4 separate regions of the Mus musculus genome follow, and all the other regions are linked to region 2. The links are chromatin contacts, called in public Hi-C and promoter capture Hi-C maps. All regions are on one chromosome and are shown on one strand. Each heading gives the region's core, a stretch centred on a gene start, on an enhancer-like site or on the middle of the called end of the contact. The rest is flanking DNA. Distances are from core to core; before and after follow the strand shown. Region 1 has its middle 250 kb from the start of Adamts6. Region 2 holds the start of Adamts6 (a disintegrin-like and metallopeptidase (reprolysin type) with thrombospondin type 1 motif, 6). Region 3 overlaps Adamts6 (a disintegrin-like and metallopeptidase (reprolysin type) with thrombospondin type 1 motif, 6). Region 4 overlaps Adamts6 (a disintegrin-like and metallopeptidase (reprolysin type) with thrombospondin type 1 motif, 6).

Region 1 (3,480 bases), core at 776-3,275, 250 kb before region 2:
CCACGAAGCCTAAAGACACCCAATCAGTGGAAAGGATTCTTGGTTTTTATGTCCCAAGAAGAATGTGTAACATTCAGAAAAAGCCCACACCCACATTGTTCTGTAAGCGTCTTCCTTACTAGGCAGTGGGCACCACCAGCTTCTATAAGCCTAGCATTATCAGGAAATAATTCAGAAATGCACACTGAAGGAGTTCTGCTACAAATGGTATTTATTACTTCAAAAGGGAGAATTGTTTTCCCTTTTATGGTATCTAAGATATCCATTTTTTTTTTTTTTGAAACCGTCTTCCCAGCACATTACAAATGACTTCAGAGTTGGGAAATGCTCCTTGCTAGGAAGACAAAGTTTGGTCCCTAAGATCTGATGGGAAGATTGTTTATTTGGGCAAACTGCATTCTTCTGTCAGTGAGGCCTAAGGAGTTTACTATTAATCCCAAATGTAAACCCTACTTAAGAGACACTGCTTACAGAGGGAGACTACTATTTAACTCTGGTGTTCAGAGCACATCTTGTAAACTCCTCCAGAAAAGGAGAGCGCTGCTGTTAGTGGGGAGGCACCTCACGTTGGGAATTCTAGTGGCTGCCTTAGGTGATCTGAACTCACTGCATCTTCCATTTCTACTCCATCAGACTTCCCTCGACTCATATGAGGATTTCTCCTGTAGCTGAACACGTGCCAAGTCTAGAGGGGCAAAGCAAGAGACCGGAAATGGTAGCCGTTCTTCCTGACGTGGGAACTTTTCCCTTTCCTGCTCTCAAGAGTTCCTTTCCAGAGAACCCAAGGGACTGGAAAGGCTGCAACAGTAGGCTCACTAGTCTTCCGAGCAAGGAAGCACTCTGGCCTACTGCAGGGCAGACCCATGCTGGAGGGGCAGGAAGGAGGAAGGAAGCAGAGCTTAGGTCCTTCCTCCTCTTGCCACAGATTCTCTAGGTAGTTCCTTTTTCCTCTCTCCCTTCTCCAAGTCTCCTCCCCTTCCTTCTCCTCCTCCTCCTCCTCCTCCTTCTCATCTCCTTCCTCTCTCTCCTCCCCTCCCCTCTCCTCACCATGCCTCGGGTACTCAAGACACCCAGCTAGAAGAAACCTTGCTCTGTAGTTTCCCTGTACCTAAGTGTTCTTGTAAGTGAAGGGAAAGAAGGAGACACTTCACCCAGAGCAGAGTCCTTAAGAAGGCTGGCAGCAGGATTTGCCAGCCCTGTGGTCTTGCCTCCACCAGGCACTCCGGCTAAGGCCTTTCAAGGTTTCAATAAAAAGTGGAACGAAGCCCCTGGCCTTAGAACGTTCCAGGGCAGCAGGCACGAGCCCCGTCCCACACCCTCTCTGCTTCCTCCTTTGCAGGTCTCTGGACCAAAGACCCGCTACCTCTTATCAACTCTGCTCTTCACAATGGGAACATCCTCCTGGAATTTCTTTAAAACTCTTTTTTAAAAAGTTATTTAGATCTATTTATGTTTTCTGTGTATGAGTGTTTTGCCTGCGTGTATGTATGGGCCCTATGTGCTCAGAGGTCAGAACTCGACATTGGATCCCCTGCGGCTTGAGTTAGGGGATGGTTGTGAGCCACCTCTTCTTTTTCTATTTTCTTCCAGACGCTCAAGGAAGCCCCAGGTGTGTCCCCATGCCAACCTTCTGCGACCCAAACATCTGGGTTCCTCAAAGTCAGTTTAACTTTTAACTTCAGGGCCTTAGAGTAGCAAAGTTGTGTGTTCGCGCGCGTGCGTGTGCGTGTGCGTGCGTGTGTGTGCGTGCGTGCGTGCGTGCGTGCGTGCGTGCGTGCGTGCGTGCGTGCGTGTGTGTGTGTGTGTGTGTGTGTGTGTGTGTGTTCAAAGCTTTAAGAAACAAGACCACTGCTTCCAAAAGGCTCGGGCTTCTGGAGGTTTCTATCCACAGGGTGATAACAGATCTTGAAACAGGATCTTTGTAATCTGGTTCACTTTGCATTTCTCCTCATAAAGCTACACAGTAACAGCCAAGGGCTATGAATACACTTAGGTAGGAGAAGATAGAGAGGAGACATAAAGAGCAGAGCTGTACCCCTGGCGTTGCCTCTTTCTGTAGGCTCTCACAGCCCAGCAGGCCATAGCACTCACGGCAGGCTGCAGCCTAATTCTGTGGGCAGACTGCAGCCTCTCCCCTTTCAAGGTTGTCTTACACAAGCTTAGTTGCAGTTTTCCAGATACTCGGCCTGGTCCTGGGCCACCTTCTCCAGTAAGAGACACCCCTCCCCTTCCTCCCCACCCCAGGATGCGATCTGTCTGTAGCCAACATGCTTTCCAAGTTTTGGAGCAGGCCACCTGGAAATACAGAGATAACCTGGTGAAATACGGGATTTACAGGGGGCCGGGGTGCACTGTGTGGGTGGGTGGGGACAGCGGAGGGGTGTGGCTGCACATGTCCGGCCCTGGATGATGAAACTGGGAGGTAATATATGAGCCCTGGGAGACCACAAGGGGAATACTATGTTCCTCATTGCCTCCCAAGGAAGATGAACATAATGAGCTGGCTGTGTTTCAGAGAAGAGCAATTAAGATGATTAAGGGACCAGAGGGAGTGACTTAGGGGGAGAGATTAAAGGTATTAAGCATGTATACCTTGGCTGGGCTCAAAGCAGAGGGAATGTTGAAACTCCATAAGCACCCTCAGATTATAAACATCAGGAGAAGGGGAATTGTTTCACAGGGTCCCTGAAGGATGTTACTGGAAGTAATGGGACGGAAGCAAAGAAAACAACTACCTGTTGCAGGCAGCTTCCTAACAGAGCCAGACGCCACAAGTGCAGGGTCATAACTAACACTTTGTTTCTTAAAAAACAACAACAACAACAAAAAACAAATAGAAACACAGTATTACAGGGTAGACCTTAGATAGCAGAGACAGATCTCAAAGAGACCAGACGCCTTGAAGGAAAAATTGGTAAAACTAGACAATGATTTTGTTTTTTAGAGTCTCAGCAGGAAAGGCTCCCTGTTCACTGACGTTAATTATTACTTGTTTTAACATAGCATTTGAAGTGTTACTCTGTTGCACGGTTGCCTTCTATAGTGATCTAGCAAGGCTTGTCTCCTTAATACTCTGGAATAGTCCCTCCTTTGTGCATGAAATCCCTAAGCTGTATCTCTTTGCCTTGCCCTACTCCCGAGCTGTTAAATCTTACCCACTTTTTCAAAATCTTCCCCTTTGGGCCTCTCCAAGCGCTTTGTCTCTTCCTAATTTCGGTATGCTCTATCCATCACACACTATTAAGATTAATAGCTAGTATAATGGGTTGTCAACTTGATTGGCTCTGGAGTCAATCGAAAGGCAAGCCACAGGACACTCCTGTGAAGGGATTTTTTTAAAAAATATTTTATTAGCTTTTAGTTTGGTTTTCTCTTTTTTTAAAAAAAAAAGATTTATTTATTTATTATACGTAAGTACAATGTAGCTGTCTTCAGACACACCAGAAGAGGACATCAGATCAGATTACAGATGGTTGTGAG
Region 2 (3,207 bases), core at 46-2,545:
CTACTATTCACATGTAAGCATCAGGTTAATATAAACAAGGCTGCACTGCTGCTTTGGGGAAAATAATCATCTTCAAAATTAATTTTCTAAGACGCCTTTAAGTTTTACATTGCCTTTCTTTCCCTGTCATGAATTTTAAGGGCTCCAAATTCACCACTAAATAGTTCAGTCTAATCAAAATAATCTTAAGAAAAGAAATGAAAAAGAAAGAAAAAATAGTACAAAAATTCTGAACACAAGAGAGTAAATTGAAAATTATATTCAGTGTATTTTTTTAAAGTTCCAAGCAATGGTTTGGTTTCCCTTTTCTCCCCTCTTCTCTGCACACCCTCCCACACACAACCCCCCTTCCCATTCCACCTCATCCAGACAGAGGGTAACAGTCTGAGCTGCCCTGGTTGAGTTGATCCTAAAGTTAACATTCAGCAGCCCATTTCCAGACAGCAGCGCTAAATCTATTTGGATAAAACGCGTGTGACCCAGACAGTTGGCATTTGGCCCAAACGCGTTGCACCAGCAGCTCAAATAAAAACAAGAGTAAGAAACTTACTCTCTTGTTCCCTCTCAGTGTGCTTTCTTACTCTGGCTTGCTCTCTTTGCCCCTAATACAAGTGGACAGCTTATCAAAAACATGAATTATAGCATATATTATCAGAAAGATTTTCCAATACTCCCTTCAGCACTCTTGTTCTCTCTCCCCAGTCACTGAACTTCAGTCTTATATACCATATATACAGACATACTCTGATAAACAAGGCTCCAGAGAGTTATGAGTCTAGCATGGCCCAAGTGGGCAAAAGTAAATCAAAACCACACGCTTTCATCTCTTTGATTAGCCTATTAAGAGCTTAACATATCCTAGAGCATCGGTGCTCAGCCAGCACACTACTGCTACCCTGAGAGCACAGGCATGAAATATGCACTTGTCTGAATACTAAAGACACTGACATGAAACGGATTCTCAGAAGGCAATTTCATAAGTCTGGAAATCGATTAAAAACACACATCATCATTACCTTCTCCACGCTATCTGGTGATTAGTTAAAAGTCCACGATGATCATAATCAAGTCCACTTCGCACAACATGCAAATTCATACAATAAGCGCGTATTTTCACATTATAAAATACCTGTAAGCCCCGGAATTTTACATCCACGAGTAGACTAGAGTTTAAAAGATTTCTATCTGTAATGTGAGTTTAGTGAAACTCACTTCTTGCCATAAAGCACGCACGCGCGCGCAGACACAACACAGAGAGTGAGAGAGAGAGAGAGAGAGAGAGAGAGAGAGAGAGAGAGAAGAGGGGGAGGGAGAGAGAGAGAGGGAGAGAAGGGGAGAGAGGGAGAGGGAGAGGGAGAGAGAGACAGAGAGAGAATATCTAAGCGTTTTTCGGAAGATAAGCAAAGCACAAGTTGTTGGGTTTTTTTTTTTAAGGTTTCATTGAATATTGTGAAGTCTTCCTTACCGTTTTCATCTTCAAATTCTGATAAAAAGTAAATTTCAAACAATAGAGATTGCACTGGACGACTCACGTATTCTTTTCTGTCTTTTCTTTTTGCCTGCCCGCCCCCCCTTGCAAAGCCACACCAGCCAGTTATTCTGCAGCCAGAATAAAACCCTATAGTCTCGCTAACTGGAGTTTTAAAGAACAGACTTTCCGATTTGGCAGTTAAAAAAAAAAAAAAAGAAAAGAAAAGAAAAAAAGAAAAGAAAAGAAAAAAATCCGTTCAATACATCCAAGGCTATCAACCTGAGAAGTGCTTTGCAACCCCCAACTCCCTCCCTCCCCCCACCCACCCCCCCTCAAAAAAAAAAAAAAAGGAAAAAAGAAAGAGGAGGGGAAAGGCTTATTAGGGGTGGAAGTGGTGCCCTCTCTTCCTGGACAGCTTAGTGCCTTTGCTATGCAAATAACATGTGCAGAGCATCAAAAGGTATCAGGAGAGAGAAGACAAGAGGAGCAGGAAGGGCAGGAAAAGTTTTGTTGAAGTAGCCCTCGAGCTCACTGCCGGCCCCAAGCCAACTTCAATTGCAGCAGAAGAAAATTTTGGCAGCTTTCCTCAGAGGCAGAACAAACTGACGTCAGTCTGCAGATGTGCCTCGGCTGCGTCGGGTGCGCATGTGTCCTGGGTCGTCACGTGGAGGGGGAGGGGAAGTAGAGGTACAATCGGGGTATCCAACCACCAGCCATTCAGAAGGGCTTAGACAATGTCAACTTTTCCACCCTGTGAATGAGAGAAACTCCGGCCCTCTAACCTCTCTCCCCTAACCCACCCCGCCTATTTCCTCCTCCTCTAACCTCTTGCGGAGTCTTGTCTGGTTTGTTATTTACAGTTTCTTGGAAAAAGGAAAGGCACGGGGTAGGGGGTGGGGGATGGGGTGGGTAGACTAATGTCACTGTTAGAATTTTTGGTGTCATTCTCTGACTTTTGTTTGTTTGTTTTATTTTAATTTCTGCAGTAAATATTTAAAAGTTATTCATAAATTTTGTCATGTAAGGAGTCAGATCAGTAGAGCAAAATTTCAAGACTTAAAGACATGAACAAAACGCCTGTGTGTTGAATATATACTTCAACAAGTGAAAATACCACCAAAAGAATAAAAAGGAAACGAAATTGAGACCTGCACATTTTCCATGTGATTATCGACTTCAGGTTATGTGGACCTATAAAAGGAAAAGGGGGTGGGGAGTATTGCATTATTTCCAGATGAGAGACTAGATGGTGTTTTAAACTGCACCAGGGAAAGCCACAAGTGAGGGGGCGGGGGGGGGGGGTGTTTTAGTTGTTTTTGTTTGTTTGTTTGTTTGTTTGTTTTTGCTTGTTTGTAGTAGATTGAAAGAAACTTCAATGATTGCTCAAAAGAAAATAAAGCCTAAGTCAGCCCCCTAAAAAGGTTGGGGGTGGGGGCCGCAGCGACAACACGGGAGCCCTGCTGAGATCTCAAGATAAACAAACAAAACATTTAGAACCGGTTCTTCTTGCTTTCCAATCCCACCTCCCCCTCCACATCAGCTGCCAGTTCAGCCTTTAAAGATAAAATACCACCCCGACATAGCACTTTCACTTTCATTTACCAGGAAAAAGCCCCTGGCATTAAACCATAGAGAAAAAATATGCCCACTGCACTTTCCAAGTCCTAAGCAAGCAAACAATGTCTGGCGAAAGTATCGGAAACAGGAAGAAAATCGAAAATAGCTCAGGACAAATA
Region 3 (3,080 bases), core at 410-2,909, 210 kb before region 2:
AATATTTTCTTTGTTACCAAGTAGCCATTTAGTTTGTGTTTTCGATGATGCTGTGTGTACGGGGCACATACGTGAAGGACTAAGGAGGTGTGCTTGACACAAAGCACATTCACCAACAACCTACTACACGCTACAAGTGTTCAAGTACGAAGCATTAACATAAACAAGAACCCTTAAACAATCTAGTTGTTGAATCTTTTGATGGCAACGTGTGAAGCGTGAAGGTGGGAAGGCCCACGCGAGTCATTTCAGTTCTGTAAGGTATGCCTTTAGAGCCTGACTCGCCTAGGAAACCGGGTTTCACATTTAACTGCCATTTAGAATATCTATAAAAATTATGTGACTTCTAAACTTATAGTTTGTGATCTTTCTTCATGGAGCTTTTCTTCTTTGGTTGTTATCCTTCCCTACTTTAAAACTCACAGAAACAGCACATTTATATGCAAGCAAACTCACCTGTTTCCCCACTCAGGAATGTCTGCACACACACACACATACACACACGTATACACTTGCTCTCATATAAATAAATGCCCTTCTACCATATCAAAGAAGGGACATCTGGAACCCATCGGACTGTCAGCAAATGGTAAAGGGCCTGCCTGGTTATTACTAAGCCAGCTTATCTTTCCGCATGGCATCATCTCCATAAGCTCACCATGCATGCAACAGCCGAGCAGGGCAGAAGCTGATCTGTGGCTGGTGGGGATGTAAACACGAAGGAGTCTCGGTGACTCAAATAAGGCATCCCACTGACGGCTGCAAGGGCCTGGTGCTTCAGTCTCTGCCATGCCTTAGGTCTGGCTTCTGCATGAAATTGAAATGTTTTTCTCTTAAAGTTTTAATGGAAATCTCAGCCTCCCTTGCACAATGGCAAGTTGGCCACAGACTCTTAGCACTGAGTTTATAGACTTGCACAGCTGCAGCAATTGCTGCGCAGCTTCAAACCAAGTCCCTCACTGTTTAATAGAGTTTATACATGGCTCACAGCAGTGCTCAGAACAGGGGTTATTCCTAAGGAAACTGAGTGGGACAAAGAAAAATAATACACACTTTCATTACTTTTGATTTATAATTGTTTCTTAAATTACAGTTTAAAGCCCATTTTATAATTTAAATCGTGGTGCTATTGTGGTGTGATAAAGAGTAGTAAATATTTTTAAGCTATGACTTAAGAATTCTGAATCTCTTCTACTTTCATAGTTAACCAAGTCATAATAACTACATTTTAAACAGTCTTAAATACAAATGGATTCAGTGTCATTGCTAAGTCCATAATAAAAATTATCTTAATGGTCCAGGGAGGTAAACAGGCTGTTAGATTTACTCGAAAGAACACAAACGCTCCACAGTAAGCAAGTTTCCTGTGTTGTTTGGATCTCTCAGATCTGGCAGTCCCTCCTGATACCGTGTCCAGCACTTTGGATCAATAAATCCCACTTCACAGAAGTTAAAATAATATTGAAATCCTGTCAGCTGGGGCTGACCAGTGGTTACATTTTCCACAGGGTAATGCTTTTGTAAGGACATCCATCCACTTCCTCTGGGTGGTTCTCTTTGATGGACGCATTTCCACGATGAAATGACAGGACTCTCTGGCTTTCTGCGGGTCAGTGTCCTTGGCAGGTCTTACAACACATCTGTCTGAAGTATGCTCGACTGCAGAACTTGAACTTCAGCACCAGTGGGCAATAAGCCACTTTGTTCACATCTTTGCACTCTAGCAAATGGAGGCAGAAAGTGGGAAACAATTAGAGTCACATAAACAAGCTGATAAGCCTGCCCAGCTAACAGGGATGCCACTGGCTGATCTACCTTCACGTGTATGTTCCTGTGACTTTTTTAAAAAAAGATTTTGTTTTTGTTTTTAAGCACACTGTCTGGAACAGCCTACCAGAAACATTCTTTTGGTATATTTTAACACAATTTTTAAAAAATGCAAGGCTTTTCTCCCAGACTTTTATAAGTGTGGTGCATGCCCACTGTGTCTTGAAAGAATTGCCATTTGTTGGGATGAGTGATCATTTTAGACATCTTGGACACATGAGTCATTTTTCTTACAGTGCTTTTATTGCTTCTTTCTCAAGGGTTATTTTATTCAATGTGTAAGGTTATCCAGAATCAAACATGAGTTACATTGTTTGATACTGAAGTCCACACGTCTCTCAGTAATACTGCATGCAAAGGATGGCAGACAGTGGTCTGGACCCAGCAGCTCCACTACCAGAAGGAGAGCTGTGAGGGGCTGGCCTCCGAGGACAGCAGCCTGTGGGCTTTGGAAACGTAGAAACGTCTTTTTTTTTTTTTTTAATTTGGAAGTGAGCTATGGCCTTCTTTGCTCCTGTTTGTATTTTCTCACCAGTGTTAGAGTGCCCACAGCTGCAGTATGCAGCTCTTGCAACCAGAAGGTGAACGAGTCTTTCCCTCACCTCCCACGGGGACTGAGCATTTTGACAGAAGCCACACCTTCCTCTTCCATCAGTACAACACATTACTGCAAAGGTGACTCCTCTCCAGTATTATAGTTATTTTATTTGGGGGTTTAAAATTATTTGGGAACACAGTAATTAAATTTTCACATTCCTCCACCGGATTATACTGAAGTATCCTGAGAAACTACTTAAGGCAATTCAGACTCCTGCATTTTAAACAGTGCAAAAGTTGAAAGATGTAAGGAGGGGCATGAAGACGTCACATTTAAGCTTGCACTGAGAAAGGAAATCAGACGGCAGTGCACCATCTTCTGCAGAGTGGAGAACGGTAAGTGGAGGAGACAGAAGTGCTGCTGCTGTCACTGGTAATTAGGGATTAGTGTCCCTCATGCCTGACTTTAGGAAGGAAGCAAGAGGATGAACGGTAACCTTCTCAATGAAGATACAGATTTCAATCACTGCTGAGAAAATATTGCCCCCAGAGACACAAATCAGCTTGGAGACCAAAGAGAGAGCAATATTCTTTGGGTTACAACTTTATTGGAAGAATCATGACTCCATTTTTGGAAGATATGTTAGATCTGGAAAATTGAGTTGAGCAAAATGTGAGTAAATACAGACATTTTAACCCTTTGATTTCGACTTTGT
Region 4 (3,493 bases), core at 89-2,588, 170 kb before region 2:
GGACAGGATAAAACAAGGTCATTTTAAATTATGAATATATCACATCCACACATTTCACTTATTTCCTTCCATTTATGATTGCATCTTTCTAAGAGCTCATCAAGTTAGAGGTAATGGACCACTTTTGGACTGCAAGAAACTGGTCTGTTTTATTGTAACAGACTTGGATACCTTTTGATTATACCACTGTCAAAGGTAAAATACATAGTTTGTTGTAATATTAATTTACAAAATGCTTATTTTGTTCTTAAATATTAGTCCATGTGACTTATTAGCATAACTAAAAACATTCTCATTTTACAATTTACAAAATTCTTATGCATATGCTTATGATTATTAGCAGACATATCCACTACAACTTGGTCATACTTCACAAAATGCAATCACACACACACACACACACACACACACACACACACAGACTTTTATTTATAAACATCCTTTGTGAAGAGATTTAATATATAACCATTTTGCTTTAGTATCAGGAATCAAGCAAGGAGACATATTTCACAATATCAGAGAAAAGCAAGTTTCAGATCATACGAAAGGCGTCATTCATTCATTATTAACAATTTCATCTTGGAAATGGGCATCAAAGCAGAAGGGAAGCTCTTTCCTGAACTTCCCCTCCCCTTCCCTATGGACACAAAAGGTGAATGTAAAAGCAGCACTCACAGCATTCAGGGAAGCACAGATTTACATACCAGCTAATTCTATATGTTCTTCCATCAGTCTACCTGCCTACCTGTCTCCCTCTTTCCATCCATCTCTTCTTTTCTTCTGGTTATTTTTAAAATGTAATAACCTATTTTTAAAAAGAAATTTGTTCACAAACGTGGGAGTTCTTATGAAAAAGGATCTTTTGATGAAGGAAAATTTCCCGGGAAGAACTAGGCTTCTCCCAAGGCTGCTTATGTCTCGGGCATGAATCAGTTGTCTTGTGTTGGTCACATTCAACTAATCCCTTTGAATATAAGAGATTGATAGGAAAATCTATTAAGTCTATTGATCTCAGCAGACTAACTTCTGTAGCTACCATCTCAATGGTGAGTTGTTGAAGAAGGTATATCTTATTGCTTTCAGTGACTCAAGACTCCTAGGATCACCTTCAGTAACATGTTTTTAGGGGTCTAAAATATAGTCCAACAGTTTACTGGCAAATGTCTTAAGGTTGTATTCATTCCCTCCCAATCCCTAGAATAGCAAATGACAGCAGTGGAATTTTTTAACTATTGAAATTAAATGTTTGAGGGAAGAATGATTCACAAGAAGCATAGCTGTGATCCGCTCTCAGATGCTCCATGTTTCATCACATTACCTCTGCATTGTGTCATTCCTGTGGGCAGATAACTATAGCCATGTGGCTACCTAGTCACATACCTCCACTGTTAGTCACAGGGCTCAGCTACTGACATTGCTACAAAAAGCAATATATCCAGTTGAAGGAAATGTTTGTTTATATCAAGAGCAGGCATCACTTTTTTAGGTTTAGCATGTATTTCTAAAAGGCATTAAATGTGGCTACTCTTGGAACAAAAATGCTGGCCTTTAATACAATATGTCGGTTGATTCTCAGAATAAACATTGAAACTATGAAATGGAGTCTATGCTGCTTAATTTCAGTGACAGAAACTGTAAGTTAGTTTCTAAAAGTTAAGATAAAAGTTCAGTGTCTTTAAGAGAGCATTACAAATGCATTTGCTTAAAGCAGCCTTTATTTTTAAAGCAGGCCCTATGCAGCTTGAATCTCAGGTCAGACTAGTATAAGTAATTAGTAGATATTTACATTTCACTTTTATATAAATTATAGCTATGTATGTATTTTCAAAAATGTTTTCTAGGTAATATTTACTGTTAAAACTTAAGAAAACAGGCAAAACCACAGTGAATCAAATAAATATTGAGAATAGTCTCATGTCATTGTTCTGGAGACTAGATCTCTTTGGTTATTAAGACCCAGCGACTGTACCTTAACAATACATAGGCTCACAAGAAAATCTGCCACCTCAATGTGGTTGCTGTATCATTCACTCCGAACAAAATATAAGACACTTGTGCTTCTTAAACAATTTTGAACTTCATATTAAGCATTAAAAGTTGACTCATCTTTGGCTGTACATTCCATATATCCTTAAGAACTAGGAACTAAGGGGCTTCTAGGTTTTTATAATTTCAATATGCTATTTTTTGATAAATGAAAATTAATGTCCTCGAAAAGATAACTAAAATTATTTTATATTTTACAAAGATATTTTTCCTTACACTCATTAATTTTCTTCTAAAATGCTGTACCAATGTGGCATTAACATATTTCAAATCACCCCACAGCATTACATTGTGTTCATTTAATAGCGTTCATATTTTCAGCTTGTATCCGTACACTTGGCAGGTTGATTGCTTTTCTGTTTTGATCTTAAGTCAGTATTAACAGGATAACCATAAACAAATGAACCTAAATGGATTGATTTTTAAACACAGTGTTTAATTAAAGGTGAATATAACTTTTAACTTCAGAAAGTAGAAAATACAATGGAAATAATCTAAGTGAACAAGAAAAATGGAGTTTAGAATGTTTCCATATGGCAGCCAGTCCCACAACACCCAGAGGAAGCTCCAGTCCCAGGCGCTCTAACACACCCAGGATCAGAGGATCAGAGGTGAGGATGACACAACATCTGTTCCAGCACCACCGGGAGTAATTGGGACCAGCGGGATCTAGGGATGCAGGAACCCTGCCCGACCAGTGCCATTGGTTCCTTCCAGTCTGAGTTGGTGCCCTGATCAGATCTTGGGCCTGAACTCTGCAGCCAGTCCCACAACACCAAGAGGAAATTCCACTCCCAGGCGCTCTAATACACCCAGGGGCTTGGTCACACCAGAATCTCAGGGTCCCAGAGGAAGCTTGACTCCCAGGAGCTCTGACACATCCAGGATCCCAGGATCCCAGGATCCCAGAATCACAGCATCCCAGAGACAGCTGGACTCTGAGGAGTTCTGACACAACCAGGATCATAGGAAGGACAGGCTCCAGTCAGATATAGCGAGGACAGGGAGCACTAGCAAGAACCAGATGGTGGGAGGCAAGCATAAGAACATAAGCAACAGAAACCAAGGTTACTTGGCATCATCTGAACCCAGTTCTCCCACCACAGTGAGCTCTGGATACCCTAACACACCAGAAAAGCAAGATTTTGATTTAAAATCACATCTCATGACGATGATAGAGGACATCTTTAAGATGTCCATCCTTTAAGAAGGACATAAATAACTTCCTTAAAGAAATACAGGAGAACACAGGTAAACAGGTAGAAGCCCTTAAAGAGGAAACACAAAAATCCCTTAAAGAATAAGAGGAAAACAAAGCCAAACAGGTGAAGGAACTGAACAAAACCATCCAGGATCTAAAAATGGAAATAGAAACAATAAAGAAATCACAAAATCACAACGGGAGACAACCCTGGAGATAGAAAACCTACAAAAGAGATCAGGAGTC

The links. Promoter capture Hi-C pulls out the DNA fragments that hold promoters and counts their contacts. Hi-C and Micro-C count contacts between places; a contact is called where the count stands out from the background.
Region 1: a Hi-C map of the N1E-115 cell line shows a contact between it and region 2, with 5 times the contacts expected there. The contact joins the enhancer-like site here to the promoter of Adamts6 in region 2. A contact is called at or near these places in 12 of 39 promoter capture datasets (the 3T3-L1 cell line, the C10 cell line, the HPC-7 cell line and 8 more), 3 of 484 Hi-C or Micro-C datasets (the G1E-ER4 cell line, the N1E-115 cell line and Th1 cells), 3 of 115 datasets of contacts at active chromatin or transcription factors (the 230-238 cell line and large pre-B cells) and 3 of 9 other capture datasets (adipose tissue, liver and pancreatic islet).
Region 3: a promoter capture Hi-C map of liver shows a contact between it and region 2, with 8 times the contacts expected there. The contact joins the enhancer-like site here to the promoter of Adamts6 in region 2. A contact is called at or near these places in 12 of 39 promoter capture datasets (the 3T3-L1 cell line, the C10 cell line, cranial neural crest and 7 more), 1 of 15 datasets of contacts at CTCF or cohesin (pro-B cells), 8 of 484 Hi-C or Micro-C datasets (the HL-1 cell line, the N1E-115 cell line, cerebellar granule neurons and 4 more), 10 of 115 datasets of contacts at active chromatin or transcription factors (the 230-238 cell line, acute myeloid leukemia, bone marrow-derived macrophages and 6 more) and 4 of 9 other capture datasets (adipose tissue, liver, macrophages and 1 more).
Region 4: a Hi-C map of pancreatic cancer cells shows a contact between it and region 2, with 2.6 times the contacts expected there. The contact joins the enhancer-like site here to the promoter of Adamts6 in region 2. A contact is called at or near these places in 11 of 39 promoter capture datasets (the 3T3-L1 cell line, 3T3-L1-derived adipocytes, the C10 cell line and 7 more), 10 of 484 Hi-C or Micro-C datasets (the 63-12 cell line, the C10 cell line, the C2C12 cell line and 6 more), 10 of 115 datasets of contacts at active chromatin or transcription factors (the 230-238 cell line, acute myeloid leukemia, bone marrow-derived macrophages and 6 more) and 4 of 9 other capture datasets (adipose tissue, liver, macrophages and 1 more).

What each region holds. Positions count from the first base shown.
Region 1 is chr13:104,539,961-104,543,440 of GRCm38.p6, reverse strand. No RefSeq gene overlaps it. Among named protein-coding and RNA genes, the nearest start is that of Adamts6, 250 kb to the right of the region's middle. Within about 2 kb of position 2,025, at least 60 of the 459 cell types and tissues checked have an H3K27ac peak or open chromatin away from gene starts, as enhancers often do. A contact at or near this core is called in the G1E-ER4 cell line and the N1E-115 cell line, where this site is marked.
Region 2 is chr13:104,285,923-104,289,129 of GRCm38.p6, reverse strand. Adamts6 (a disintegrin-like and metallopeptidase (reprolysin type) with thrombospondin type 1 motif, 6) reads right to left here and starts at 1,295. Exons shown (of 25, transcript NM_001081020.2): 1 at 1,130-1,295.
Region 3 is chr13:104,492,235-104,495,314 of GRCm38.p6, reverse strand. It overlaps Adamts6 (a disintegrin-like and metallopeptidase (reprolysin type) with thrombospondin type 1 motif, 6), which reads right to left. Exons shown (of 25, transcript NM_001081020.2): 25 at 1-1,720. The coding sequence ends at 1,611. Among named protein-coding and RNA genes, the nearest start is that of Adamts6, 210 kb to the right of the region's middle. Within about 2 kb of position 1,659, at least 16 of the 459 cell types and tissues checked have an H3K27ac peak or open chromatin away from gene starts, as enhancers often do. A contact at or near this core is called in the HL-1 cell line and liver, where this site is marked.
Region 4 is chr13:104,458,331-104,461,823 of GRCm38.p6, reverse strand. All of the region lies in intron 20 of Adamts6 (a disintegrin-like and metallopeptidase (reprolysin type) with thrombospondin type 1 motif, 6), which reads right to left. Among named protein-coding and RNA genes, the nearest start is that of Adamts6, 170 kb to the right of the region's middle. Within about 2 kb of position 1,338, at least 33 of the 459 cell types and tissues checked have an H3K27ac peak or open chromatin away from gene starts, as enhancers often do. A contact at or near this core is called in the C2C12 cell line, adipose-derived mesenchymal stem cells, embryonic fibroblasts and 2 more, where this site is marked.